2 separate regions of the Mus musculus genome follow, and region 2 is linked to region 1. A link is a contact called in public HiChIP or PLAC-seq data. All regions are on one chromosome and are shown on one strand. The core of a region is the stretch at or near the end of the contact, and the rest is flanking DNA. Distances in the headings are between cores, read along the strand shown.

Evidence for each region. HiChIP or PLAC-seq counts read pairs in DNA pulled down with a chosen protein or histone mark.
Region 2: a contact with region 1 is called in a FOXA1 HiChIP or PLAC-seq map of pancreatic cancer cells. The contact joins the promoter of 2700069I18Rik here to the enhancer-like site in region 1. A contact is called at or near these places in 10 of 39 promoter capture datasets (the 3T3-L1 cell line, 3T3-L1-derived adipocytes, the C10 cell line and 6 more), 1 of 15 datasets of contacts at CTCF or cohesin (the NIH/3T3 cell line), 10 of 484 Hi-C or Micro-C datasets (adipose-derived mesenchymal stem cells, embryonic fibroblasts, embryonic stem cells and 3 more), 10 of 115 datasets of contacts at active chromatin or transcription factors (the NIH/3T3 cell line, astrocytes, craniofacial prominence and 7 more) and 3 of 9 other capture datasets (embryonic stem cells, embryonic tail and embryonic trunk).

The regions. Positions count from the first base shown.
Region 1 is chr3:3,760,749-3,767,705 of GRCm38.p6, forward strand. No RefSeq gene overlaps it. Among named protein-coding and RNA genes, the nearest start is that of Hnf4g, 260 kb to the left of the region's middle. Within about 2 kb of position 4,248, at least 4 of the 459 cell types and tissues checked have an H3K27ac peak or open chromatin away from gene starts, as enhancers often do. A contact at or near this core is called in pancreatic cancer cells, where this site is marked.
Region 2 is chr3:5,217,009-5,223,965 of GRCm38.p6, forward strand. 2700069I18Rik (RIKEN cDNA 2700069I18 gene) reads right to left here and starts at 3,815. Exons shown (of 3, transcript NR_045905.2): 1 at 3,662-3,815. Zfhx4 (zinc finger homeodomain 4) reads left to right here and starts at 1,546. Exons shown (of 11, transcript NM_030708.2): 1 at 1,546-1,919.

The DNA of each region.
Region 1 (6,957 bases), core at 2,998-5,497:
AAGTGGACTGGATAAAACATTTTTCTTTAAAATAAATTTTCTTAGTAGAGCAAAATCTGAAATGAGATAAGTATTATATGTTTGTAAAAATTAAGTTGATAATTGGTAGAAATTTAGCCAACTGTAACATCTGTGTGTTTTGTTTGTAGTAATACAGAATTCCAACTTAGGAACCAAGAGCAGCTTAAAGCATCTGCATCACCATCAGGCTTACTTAGCCCAAGTACACATGAGCTGGATGCACATTTAACAAACACAATTGTTATAAGTCAACTCATAGAAGGTTTTACCAGGGCTCCAAATATTTGGCATGTTTTTAAAATCATGTCTACTCCTATTCTTTCCTCACTTTTGTTCCTCACTCTCCAATTTTGTTTCAGTTTCATAGACTAGTAGAGTACATGGTAAAGTCTGCAGCAAACTCTATTAATAGTGTCTCATGATTTATTTCAATTCAGTGTTGAGAGGTCATTAGAATACCAACTGAGAAGACAACACTCCTAGAACTCACAAATCAGAAAACTCAGGCACTCACAAATCAGCTACTTACATGGGCAGTTAATATCAAGGTTTAACACTGATTCACAGCAAGGTGAATTGGTTTTGTTTTGTTTGTTTTTGTTTTTAATTTTTAATTTCTTTTACCCCCAACAGGTAAAGTGAATAGAGACAAAACTCTAGTCTCCATTTATCTATATTTACTCTATAAGCTGTTGGAAGAGTTTTGTTCTCTACTACAGTGTATTTAACCTTTGACATCAAATGACTTTCTAAATACTCAAGAGGGGTACATGCATATTTTAAATACCAGCCCACTTATTAAGGTTAGACTTCACAGACGATTACTGCTACTAAGTCAACACAATTTAAGAATGTCAATACTAAAAGATGATGTAGTACTAAAGAATGTGCTTTGACCATGGTTTTAACACAAATAAGCTATTTAGATGGAGGTGTTAATGTAAGAAATATTTTTCATCATGAATCACTGGAAGTGGCTTAGAAAACATTATCCATTTTTAAAAATACTTCGCATCTTACCTTTCCCCTTCTAATAAACGTATTTTCTTCTACAATTTTAATCTGGTTGAATGTTATTTGAAACTTTTTAAATGAGTATTTAGGGAAATAGTAAATAAACACAAGAGATGACAAATTACTCAGAACAGTGACCTAGGAGAGGCAGACCCAAGAAATGAGTTGATCTAGAGATTTGTGAAAAAAAAAATTCTTTAGAGAAAAGGAGAAATCAATCATAAACAGTAGGACAGTGGTTTGCTTTGTGGTTCAGGCTCCAAATTCTATTATTACCTGTTTTCCCCAATGAAATTATAAAATGCATCAGAAATCAGGGTTTTTTAAGACGTTACATATAGTTTGTTGCAGTAATCACTTTTCTATTTATTTTTATTTCACACATTCAAATTCTTATTAATTTATGTGCAGGGATATTTTGTCTGAATGGCTGTATGTCCACTATTTGAGTATCTATTATCCAAGTGGGACAGGAGAATCCTTCTATTTTCTAACACTAGAGTTACAGGTATTTGTGAGCTACCATGTTGGTGCTGTATTTAAACTGTCATCCTCTGAAAGAGCAGGCAGTGCTCTGAACCAAGGAGTTATCTCTCCAGTCACTTCTTCAGGGACTTTTATCCACTAAAGACACTAATTATTAGGAATGTCAAAGAACAAGGAGGGAATTCTACCTGCTTTTTCTCAGATATATATAATCAGGCAGCAAGTGGCAGGAACAGAAGAACAAAAAGAAGAAATGCACAAAGCTAAAATGCATAATGTAGCTGTGTTAATGATGAAGAGGATGGTATCCTCAATCAATCTCAACATATTTAGAAAATATGAAATATAGAAAATATGAGAGAGATTAACTATAGGAGACAATTCTCTGAAAGAGTCCATACAAATTACCTTTTATTTACAGATATGAATCCTACATGGATTAATATATGTGTACTTATATTAAGGACTTCATTTAAGGACTAGTCCTAATTATATAGTACTTCTCATGTACAGGAGACTATGAGTTCATGACTCAGATGGGCATATGTTTTCTATGTCAGAAAAGTGTTGATGTAGATTTCCTAAATGACAAAGTGTTTGGTCATGCCCATTTGTTTGAATGTCGGTAAATCTGTTAATACTAATTGTAATTCAGAAGAAAGTCTTGGGTTAGATCCCCCTCAGGTCTCTTTCAAATGAAATAATCCATAGTTTTTTAGTAATCTTGTGCATGGTAAAATGAGCTCCAAGGAAATGGTAATTTTTGATAAGTCTACTTCTATATGATGCCAGCTATTGTCTGAGGACACGGTATATGTATCTTTCTCACAGCTTTCTGTCTAATATACCTACAGATAATGCTTTGCAGAGTTTAAATGAATACTTAGTAAGTTAAAACACTAAGGGAATAGTTTTCTGATGGGTACAAAATATATGAAAACACTACCACTCTCAGAGATAAGATGATTGTATATGATGATTTTACACAGGCCTTGTCCTTCCAGAGGTCATAAGATTGATAAGGAGAGATACTGTTCTCATAATTACTCAGTATTGGAAACTTAGATACTACTCTTTATTTTTCCTTTGTTGCTGGAGTTTTAAAATGGGATCTTGCACATGATAAACAAGTATTCTGGGACCTATTGACACCTTTAGTCTGCAAAATCCGCAATCCTTAAATCAATTCATATTGGAGGAGGATAAGGAGAAGATAAAAGAAAGTGTTGGGGTATATACATAGCCAAAAATGCAGAAGATATTTGGCAGACATCACAGAAAGTAATTAGGTTTAATGGTCATGTAGTTTTCCCAAGTTTTGAACTGGAGAAAGCTTTGTTTAAGTTTAGGAGTCATTGTCTGCATTAGAGTATTTCATGTTCTTTCTCATGATTATTCCCCCTTGTTATGTACTATAATAATAGCACATGGTGAAGAAAATCCAATGTAAGCGATTCTTGTTTTGTGGCACTGTAATTATTCATCAAAAAAAGAAATGCCCATCTACCCATGATTCTACTTTATATAAGCATATCTACAAGATATTTAATTGTTATATATAGGACATTACCCTAACAATTCGAGCAAACAATCCTCCTTTCCAAACAATTCATCCTCATTGAGGACCTACACAAAGTTGATCATTAAGGTTACCTTTCAGTTATTCTATTTAACATCTTTTTCTACTTCTGCTGAATATAGTATTTACTGTGATGTTGAAACAATAGAACTCATTAGGAGCTTTCAAAGGCAGATGATTGGTATTAAATGAACTATCTTCTGCCTCTGCTCCTATATATCTTTTATCGCCAGTGAAAATTACCCCTGTGCTACATGGTGAGCAATGACTTGTTCTAGAGTCCAAACCTCAGGGACGGTAAATGGAACTTCTGCTCCTGGCCATTTCACAGCACTGGCTTCAAATCAGACATAGGAAATTTGAGTGATATTCCCATGCCATACCACAAAGTAGGTCAAATCATTCTTAGAACCGTTATTCATTTCCGTGGCCCCCTTATCACTTCCTTGACTAGCCAAGTGAATATTTCACTGGTGAGCTGGTCATTGAAACCCAAACAAGATTAGTGGCAGGGTGATAATTTATGTCAAATTTATGATTGTATTACCAGTATATATTAAAGGAAGTAGTTTGCCCTTACCTTCTTCATCTCAGGTCACATGATGAGGTTGTCTGTGTCGGGTGACATTTTCATGATTAAATCTGGGCTGAGAGTAAACAGAGTAAGTGACCACATGAGAGTGATTTATAGATTTTCAAAAGCATTGTCATGTTGATTTTTCTGTCCTCTTATGGATTACTATCTTGCCTGAAGTTCTTTCTGGATCCCTTAGAACAAAGCTTTTAGATCAGTCTGCTTTGAGGAGGAGTAATGTATTAAATAATGAAGACTGCAAATTATCAACTGCCAGAATTTTTCAGAAACTAGTAGCAACACTGCTGTTCTTTTGTGCTTCCAAACAGATGGTTCTTTCTATCTTTCTTAATCAAGGCAGTGAACTTCATATGAGAAGAGTTACATCTTGTTCTGACTACCAACTAGACTTTAGTATTTTCCTTCTAATTTTCTATTAACAGACTTCTCTCAGTTCTCCATACACTGCCACAAATCTTAAGACAAGTTCAGCTCTCATGTTTCATGCTATCTAATGGCACCCTATGCACATGCCCAGAAACAGGGGCTCTAGGACTTTGTTTGCTTTTTGTTTGCTTTGTATGCCTGTCTTACTGAGGACTTTGGCCCTTTATGTGCATCCATTATCTGAACCTTACTCAGACTGAGATCATGACAATATAAATTGAGTTATCACATATGTCCCATTATGTTTACCAAATATTGCCTCACAGACACAGATTTTAGTATGAAATTCCAACTGCAAATTGTCTGGCATCATATGCCACTTCTCCCTTCAATCTCATTAGACATTGGTGATCAATTACCTTAGTATTCTTTCTGTTCCTTAAAGCAGTGACATCTCTTATATGAAGACATTGTCTCTGTGAAGAGTGGGCTTGTTTCTTTATTTCAGTCATGTTCTAACTGAAAGGTACAAAGGCCTCCTTAATCTTTTTATCAAATCTTCTCAAAACTTTAGTCTCATAATAATATTGTCATTGTAGCACTTTTCAATTTCTTAGTTAACTGTTTATTTATTTATTTATTTATTTACTTATTTATTTATTTACCCAATCCTTATTCTGCAAGCTACTACTATGTTTTGTTTCCTATTCATATGACAGACATGAAACAATTGTTAAAATAATTGTGTAAGCCCATTATGATTATCATTTGAAATAAAGAATGGGGAGCAACAACTTCCTAGTCTCCTAATATATGACCATAATTTCCAATCTGGTGAAATAAATTCATCAGATACTAGTTAAGGAAATGCCTTATAGCTGGATATTATGAAAGCATTTTCTCAACTGAGGCTCTTTCCTTTCAGATAACTCTGCCTTGTATCAAATAGACATAAAACTCTCCAGCATAATATATACACTGTTATTTCACTATGAGAACTTTTCCAAATAATTGTGATTGTAAGGCATCACTGGTAAGGGTCACTACTGACAGCTTTTCACAATTAGAAGCTTTCATGACCCCTTCCTCTATTATGACAGCTAATCCACAAAGAGGGGTCTTTCAGGTCTGAATCACCTTGAGGAGTTCTTGCAAGCACATTGTCCAAAGTTTGTGGTTTCTTCTGAAGTAAAATCTCATCTCTAATATGTTAGCATGAAAAAAAAAACATGTCTGTGAGAAGGCTAGGCTGTTTATGGGATCTTATAATATATTTTGTAAGCAGTGTTAATTCTAACACAATTGTAGACTATCAAAGTGCAAAAGAGTTTTTAAAAAGGAGTAAAAATTAATGATTCTTTCAAAAATAGAACTAGAAATAAAATAAATGGAAAAATTAAACTGTAATACTTCAGTGGTGTTCTCATCCCAATGAGTACAGTAATTTAAGCCTGGCAGCCTAGTAGTAATCTGTATACACACACACACACACACACACACACACACACACACACACACACACACACACACATACACACACATATATATTCACCATATGCATGTATATATGTCTGTATCTATATATGTATCAGTGTATCTAGGAACTTACATATTTATAATGTATCTATTTAGCTATGTACAGTCTATCTATCTATCATCTATCTATCTATCTATCTATCTATCTATCTATCTATCATCCATCTATCTACCATTTATCTATCTTTTTATCTTTTTACCATTTGCCTACTATTCTCATTTGGCTTGTAGCTGCTGCTAACATGAGTTCTTGTTCTGGGTTTCATTTAAAAGTTTGCGTATTAAACTCATGTTTTTCTTGATCCTTTGCTCTAAGTAATCTTTCCACTCTCAGATGGCTCCATGTCAGGCTTGCCTTTCTGTTCCTCTTCACAGCTAATCATTTTATATTAATACCAGAGGCACTTTTGCTTAATGGAGTTTCTTCTAGAAAGAGAGAGAAATGGGAAGGAGGCTCCTGCTAAATGAATATGGCTACTCATATTCTCCTGTGTTTTACGTGCTCTCTGATATAAAGGAAATCACAGAAATCAATGGATTAAATATAAATGTGATAAAAAGGTAGATGGATAAAATGTTCTTGAGACCAATGGGCAGATTCTATGGTGAGCTGATATAATACTTTAACTTGGGCATGCCTGTGGCTAGCCCAGGTTAAAAACATTTCTAAGATGACAGTTATTTGGAATAAATCCAAGATTATACTTTAAATAAAAATGTTCATAAATGACAGTTCTTCCTCTATGAATACGATGAGCATGCAAGCAAGCATTTAAAACAGTAGTCTTATCTTGTGAGTCAAGCTGCTTCTTAAGTTGATTTGAATAAAAGTTTATTTTTTTCCATGCAAAGTAAAAATTGAAAACATTCAAGTTGTTTGTACTATGAAGTTCAATTCAAGGAATCATTTCTACTCTTAAAAAGTTATGGCTCCAGCTGCATATGTAGCAGAGGATGGCCTTGTTGGATATCAGTGGGAGAGGAGGCCCTTGGTCCTATAAAAGTTCAATGCCCCAGTATAGGGGAATGCCAGGACAGGGAAGCAGGAGTGGGTAGGTTAGTGAGCAGGGGGAGGGGGAATGGGATAGAGGGCTTTTAGAAAGAAAACTAGGAAAGGAGATAATATTTGAAATGTAAAAAAAGAAAATTTCTAATTAAAAAAAATAGTTATATGAATGAAAACTGTAACCTGTAAAAGACTGTAAACAAAACCAATGTGATTTACAGAGGGAAGGGACCTGGGTCTGCTTCTGTAAAAGGAGGTATGCCAGTAAAACCCTGATATAGCTATCTCTTGTGAGACTATGCCAGTGCCTGGCAAATACAGAAGTGAAAGCTCACAGTCATCTATTGGATGGAA
Region 2 (6,957 bases), core at 2,565-5,064, 1.5 Mb after region 1:
AGACCCAGGAAGACATATTTACTGTCTCTGAACTCTCAGTGATGTGCTACAAATCTTGCTGTTGCTATAAACCTTGTTTGGTACCTTTGGTTTTTAAGGACTAAAACAAGGTTTTGAAGCAGATCCTGGCAATCCAAAACTTCAAAGGCCTGTCAGCTCAGAAGTGGCTGGTGCCTCACCTGCTCAGGAAGCTGGGCAGCACTGGTGTTTCCTGTTTGCAGCTCATTTGATTGGTTACTCTTATTTTCATTATATGATTCCAGGTTTTAAAATATTACATAGATGGTGTCTACTTATGACCTCTTGTGTAGTAGTGTATCAAGATGCAATTCATATATATATATATACAGATATATTATATATATATATATATATATATATATATATATATATATATATATCCCACATTCAGTAGGGGGTATTTAAAAGTATGTCTATTCCGAGTGTTAGTTAATTATCTTTTAATGAAAGTGTCACTCATATTCACATCTGTAATATTGGAAAGAGATAATTAGATTTTCAAATGAGAATCAGGCACCTTAAATTTTGCACCAGAAAATACCAAATATATTTCACTCTAATGAGATCTGTATTGGGGTTTTAAAATTCATCATAATGTGCTTCCAGAAAGATAACTGAACAGTCTAGAAAGATGAAAGCTTTTCTTCCATAAGTCCTTTTAAACCATTACATTCAACTTATGCGATTCTGATAAAATATTCAAGAATATTACATAAAATCTAGGCTGTACCCTAGTATCACTCTTACAACCCGAACTTACTCTCATTTGGAAGTTTACTTTGACTAAACTAACCACTTCCACCTCCCTTGTAGGTTTTCTCTAGCGTAAATGCAAGTGCAAGATATAGTTTTAAATAGAATGCCTGAGGATCCAGAGAGAAATCTCTCCTTTGAAAGAGGTTGAACTGGGTGTTGTTTGCTCACACTGACTGGCACTCTTTATTTACATACATCTGCATATTTGCTCAGGCCTTAGTATTTAGCTGTTAAAGTACTTCTGAGTGCGTAGTAGAATAAACCAACCCAGAGAAAAGCTCTTAATTACCTTGACTTGTATTTCTCCTTAAAGCTCCCTGGTAAACATATCTTTGGTGTGAGAGTAATTATTTTGCCTGGGTTTTTTTTTTTTTTGTTTTTGTTTTTGTTTTTTTTTTTTTTAATCTAGAACTCTAAAAAGGCATTTCTTAGGAATGAGTTGTGCTTTTATATTCTTCTCTTTGCTGTCTCTGTGTGAGAGTGTGTTCGTGTGTGTCTAATGAAGTTTGAGAGTTGTGCGCAGGGGCGCATGGGGTGCGAGCCCCGGAGGTCCCCATCCTCCGTCTCCTTAGTCGCCTCGTCCAGGGCTCCAGCCGCAACGCTAGGAGCCCTGGAAGTCGCGAGGCTCCCAGGCTGCTTTGAGTCCTGGCTGCGCGTCATTTGCAGTCTGGGGAATGTTGATCACCTCACTAATTACACCTCTCCCCCCTCCCTCCCCCTCTCCCTCGCTCTCCTCTCTCATTCCCAGAGTGCATATCGGGAATAGACACACAAAGACATGCGCACTCAACTTAATCAGCCATTTTTTTTAAACAGGGCTAAAACGATAATAATTAGCAGAATAAAGACATATCGGATTTTCATTTCCTTTCCTCCTTTTCCCAACCCCTTCACAAGCAAACAGCGAGACCGCGGTCGGCACATGCTTTAACTCCTCCCGGAACCCCGAGGACCGCTCCGTGCTCCCCACTTTTTGCTCCAGCGTTTTTATTTTCACCCAATAAAGTTCGAGGATTATTTTTTTATTTTTTATTCTTTTTAATGAACCCTCTCGTTTTACTTGGATGTGATCAGCTGTACGTAAAATAAAAGCAAAACAAAAAAGAGGCGAAGATCGAGTAGGAACTGCAGGGAAATGGAAAGTAAGTTTTTTCTTTAACTTTTATTGAGTAGTTTGTGTTAAATTTAGGTCGAGTATCGATTATCTTTCCAGCCTGATCTTGCACAATCTTTGATATTTCGCTCACTCTCTCTCCCTCTCCCTCTCCGCCTCTCTACCCCTAGATCGCTTGCTACCGCTCGCCCTAGCACACGTACCCTCATCCCGACCACCTCTTCCGCTCTGCCCCCCTTTTCCATCTCTTTCCCCCGTTTTTTTTTTGGCTCAAAGATTTGCTCTGCTGAGGGAGGGAGAAGGCACAGGCGGAGGGGGGATTGGGGCTGGAGGTGGGGGGGAGGCATGCTTTTCAAGATTTAACTTTTGTATTAAGTGACTTTCGGCCGAGCAGTTTTCTGTCTTTTTCTCAGTCTTTTCGGGTTCTGCTTTCCTCGGGAGCCGGAGACACTCTGGTGATCCGGCGAAGCTGTCATTTCGGCAGCGGCTCGGACATTATCTGGGGTCCTCGCTCGCTCCGCGTCCCTGCACCCCATCGAGATGATGTTTCCTCTGCACACATTCTCCGAAAGTTTGGACAGTGGTCGGTGGGGCTCGCAGCCCCCCTCTCCTCTCCTCTCCCTTGATCCTCCCCTGTACTCTTCTCGGTTTCCTTTTCATCTTCCTTTTCCCTTCTCCACCCTTTCTCAAGTTCCCGAAGGGCACTCACTGCGCGGGGCTGTGGCAGGCCAGGGCTGGTGCGCGCGAGGCGCCGGGCCCGGGAGGATGGGCGAGCGCGGGGCTTGGCTGCAGGTAGACACCGGTCTGCGGAGCGCGGCCGGCAGCGGCAGGCCCTGGCGGCTCTTGGCTGCACGGGCGCTGCGGACCTGGTAGGTCCGTTAGGAGGCGGGATCTCCCGGCCTATGTCCGCAGACCTGGGAGTGGAGGCAGCTCGCCCCGGGGTTTGGGGATTGATCGCCACACTAAGAGGACACCCGCGGCTGGAGATCAAGAGCCTTTGCTTTCTTTTTTGGTAAAGGGCAAGGGTGTGTGTGTGTGTGTGTGTGTGTGTGTGTGTGTGTGTGTGTGTGTAAAGGAGATGTGGCTGACTGTGGGAATTGATGCATTTTACACACACACACACACACACACACACACACACACACACTCACTACAGGGTTCCATGTCTGCAAATGAACTTCACCTCCTCAGCTTCAGCTGGCACCAAGCATGCCTTCTGACCTGATATGATCAGTTAGGCTACCAGGGGCTGGAGTGAGCCTGGTCTCGCTTCTTTTCCTTTTCCTTTTCCTTTTCTTTTCTTTTCTTTTCTTTTCTTTTCTTTTCTTTTCTTTTCTTTTCTTTTCTTCTCTTCTCTTCTCTTCTCTTCTCTTCTCTTCTCCTCTCCTCTCCTCTCCTCTCCTCTCCCTCCCCTCCCCTTCCCTCTTCTCTCCTTTCCTTTCCCTTCCCTTCCCTTCCCTTCCCTTCCCTTCCCTTCCCTTCCCTTCCCTTCCCTTCCCTTCCCTTCTCTTCTCTTCTCTTCTCTTCTCTTCTCTTCTCTTCTCTTCTCTTCTCTTCTCTTCTCTTCTCTTCTCTTTTTTTCCTCTCTCTCTCTTTCCCCCTCCCTCCCTCCGTCCCTTTCCATTCCTTTTGCTCTTTTCTATCAGAAAAAATAAAATAAAATTTTTCTATAATTGTATAAAAGTTCCTCAGTGATGGCCAAGTTCCGGAATGTTCCCCCATCTTGCCCCCTCTCCCAGAAGACCATGCATTGGTTATTTCTTTTGTTACCTGTGATCCAAGCGAGGGGCTCCTTGAAGCGCTGGGTCTAGGGTTCGGCCCAGATATGAGGCTCCAGAGGAGCCTTCCGCTGTGTCTCCACAGTTCCGTGCGCCGTTCTGGAGAGGTTTTAGCTACCTTTCGGTGAGACACCCTCTTTGTAGGTACCAAAGGTTCAGATCACAAACATGGACACCCCCCCCCCAAACACACACACACACACACACACACACACACACACACACTCACAGTCAACACTCACAGAACACACATTCGCCCCACTCCCCCCACCTCTAGCCCCAACCTTGCCTTCACTTTCCCCCTCCCCCAAAAAGCACACACAGAACAACATCCCCCACCAGCACCAAACAAAAACCCAAAGACAAGTTCAGTGGACGAAGATGGTGTATTGACACTGACTCAGACAGAGGCAGGTTCACCAAGAAATCTAGCGTTGGTGATTTCTGACAGTTGCATTTCCTCTCCTTGAGCACCCCCCCCCCAACCCTTTATTAACTCTGTTCCATGTTTAATCAAGGATCATGTAGATGGCAAAAGGAGAGAGAGAGAGAGAGAGACACACACACACGGGACAGAGAGAGGAGAGAGGAAGAGAGAGAGGAGACTGGAAACAGGAGGGGTTTAATTTTTTCGTTTTTTTCCCCCTTTTTCCTTTCCTTCCCTTTCCCTTTCCATTTCCCTCCCTCCCTCCCTTTCTTTCTTTCTTTCTTTCTTTCTTTCTTTCTTTCTTTCTTTCTTTCTTTCTTTCTTTCTCTTTTTATAATTTTCTTCTCCTGGATTTTCAGTGGCGTGATCCCTATACACGTGGAGTGGTTAGACCTCATATGTAGTATTATATTTTTAGTTGGGTGAATGTTTGGAAGAGTCAGGGAGAGGCTGAGGCTGCCGCTGCCTTTTCGGTTGGTGCTTAGATTAAGGCTGAGACTTGGCTGCGATTGGGACGCGACAGTGACATGGGCATCGATCGCTTCCATTGAGAGCAAAGCAAAAACACAGCCCGGGTATGTAACACTTGCTGCCATCCACACTTGCTTTACCTTGTGTTTACTGACAAAACTGACGGAGCAAGCTCAGACTTCTTTCTTCCTTCCTTCCTTCCTTCCTTTCTTCCTTTCTTCCTTTCTTCCTTTCTTTCGCTTTTTGCTATTTTCTCTTTTCTAAATGAAGAATAAAAAGAATAATGTGTATAACATTTGTTGAAAAGGATGGGTTTTAATAACGCATAAAGGAAATTTGGGGATTATTTCACTGCATCTGTTACTATTTTAGAGTTTTCCTTCTCCACTAAGAAGCACATTAAATAAATAGAAGATTTTTTTCCAAATTAAAAATAAAATAAAATAAAAAGTAAATCCTTAAGGGAATGTTTGATATTGTTCAAGGGCTGTGGTTTCAAGCAGCAGGAAGGAACACAAAAAAATAAAAGATGGCTAGCCAGCTGTTTTAACCTCTTGCACCTGGCTTCAGTGTATGGATCATAAGGGTCAAACAGTTGTTTTTAATGGTTTTAATATTTATGGCATAAACTGCAGAGAGCATCGCTGTGTGTTTATTCAATAGCTGGCTGCTCATGTATTTAAAAAGTAAACTCTTATTGGAGTGTTTTCCTTTTTTATAGCAATGGAGATAGGGTCAATGAAATATGAGGGTTGCACCATAAATCGAAAAGTGAAATGTACCCAAGGAACAAAGGAAGGTCAGGTGAACTGGCTGTGTAAGTCACAGCAGCAGCACCCACTATGGGATAAGGCAGAGACAGTAGCTCTGGATCTGGGAAGTGAAAGTTTCTAACTTAATAAAAACAAGACAACACATTCGGCTCTATTGCAGTGTTTTGCAGCTTTTGGCAGGAGTAGTGCAACTCTTCATTAATTGTGAGCTAGTTGGATTATTTTAAAGGTGCTGCAACAGCAAGGGGAAACAGAAAGGAGACTGAGAAAATTGCTGTTTAATATTGAAGAATTTACTGCTTCCATTCTGACCATGAGCCTAAATTTACACAATGAAATCTGATTATCTATAATAACAATATTAGATCCAGCATTGGATGGATGAGAATTGAGGTGGTTTTGTTGATTGCAAGGGTTTAATGTTGCATTTCAGAATCTGATGTGGTTTGGTCTCCCTTCCATTAACTGGAAAACCCCTGAGGTTTTACAATTATTTCTTAAAGATAATACATTTAAGATTGCATTGGTAGGCTGAAGAAAAGTCATAAAGGCAAGAAGGGAAGCCCTTAATAACTCTTGAGGTTCAGACATGTTCAGCAGTTAGATTGGCTCTGACTTCACCAAGGGTCGACAATGTGTCATTTCCACGAAGCCAAATTGCCCTCTGCCTATATGATATTAATGTGCAAATCAATATTTCAGGGATTAAATTTCCCTTCTTCATTTTTTATGGTTTCTACCTCAATAAGTCTCAAGTCTATTAGAAGAGGCTGTATGATTTAAAACCTTTCACTGCAGAATGGCTTGTCGTAGTCTTGTTTCACAGACCATTTTAGGGTTTTTGTTATAACGACTAAAGGTGCCCTACAGAAGTTCTGAGGCAGTGTGGAGCCAGGGTCAGTAGTGTAAGGCCCTCATTTGATTAAGAGCTAAGATATATTGGAAATATATATATACATATATATGTATTTGGGCATGATATATACATTCTGCTGCTTTAAAAATATTATGTTAATCACATTGATTTATTTCAAAATCAATTGATGTCCCTTTCTTAGTAGTGATTTGTTCAGCATTCTTGTGGACTGTGTTGATTTTCTAAAACACTATGCATAAATTAGCCTTGTGTGAAAGTATTTGGAGGAAGAGAGTTTTCATGTAGCAACATTTTCCTAAGAAGTTCTTTTAGAAATTATTGTGTCTCACAGTAATAATCAAATGTTGTCATTTGCGTGCACTGATCTCATAGCTATCATTGAGGTTTCTGACTAAATGATTAGCTGGTTTCTACTAAGTGGGGTCTCCTTCCTTTCTGCTATATGTTTACTTTCTAACACCTAGCAGGAGCAATGTGGCTTTGGACTCTCTTGGAGAATCACAGTTACATCTGAAAATATGTATACTGATTGGAAAATACAAAGTAGAAATGAGGGGAAGGTTGAAATAAAAGACTGTGTCTTTATCATAAAATCTTCAGAAGGCCTACTGCCTATCATTTGATCCTGTTTTATAGTCTTAAACCATCTGGACAAAGTTCTGCACAGCTGCAAGAATTTCATATGTGATAGAACATTTTTTCCATTCAGTGTGAAATGTTCCTTCCTAAAAAAGTATACC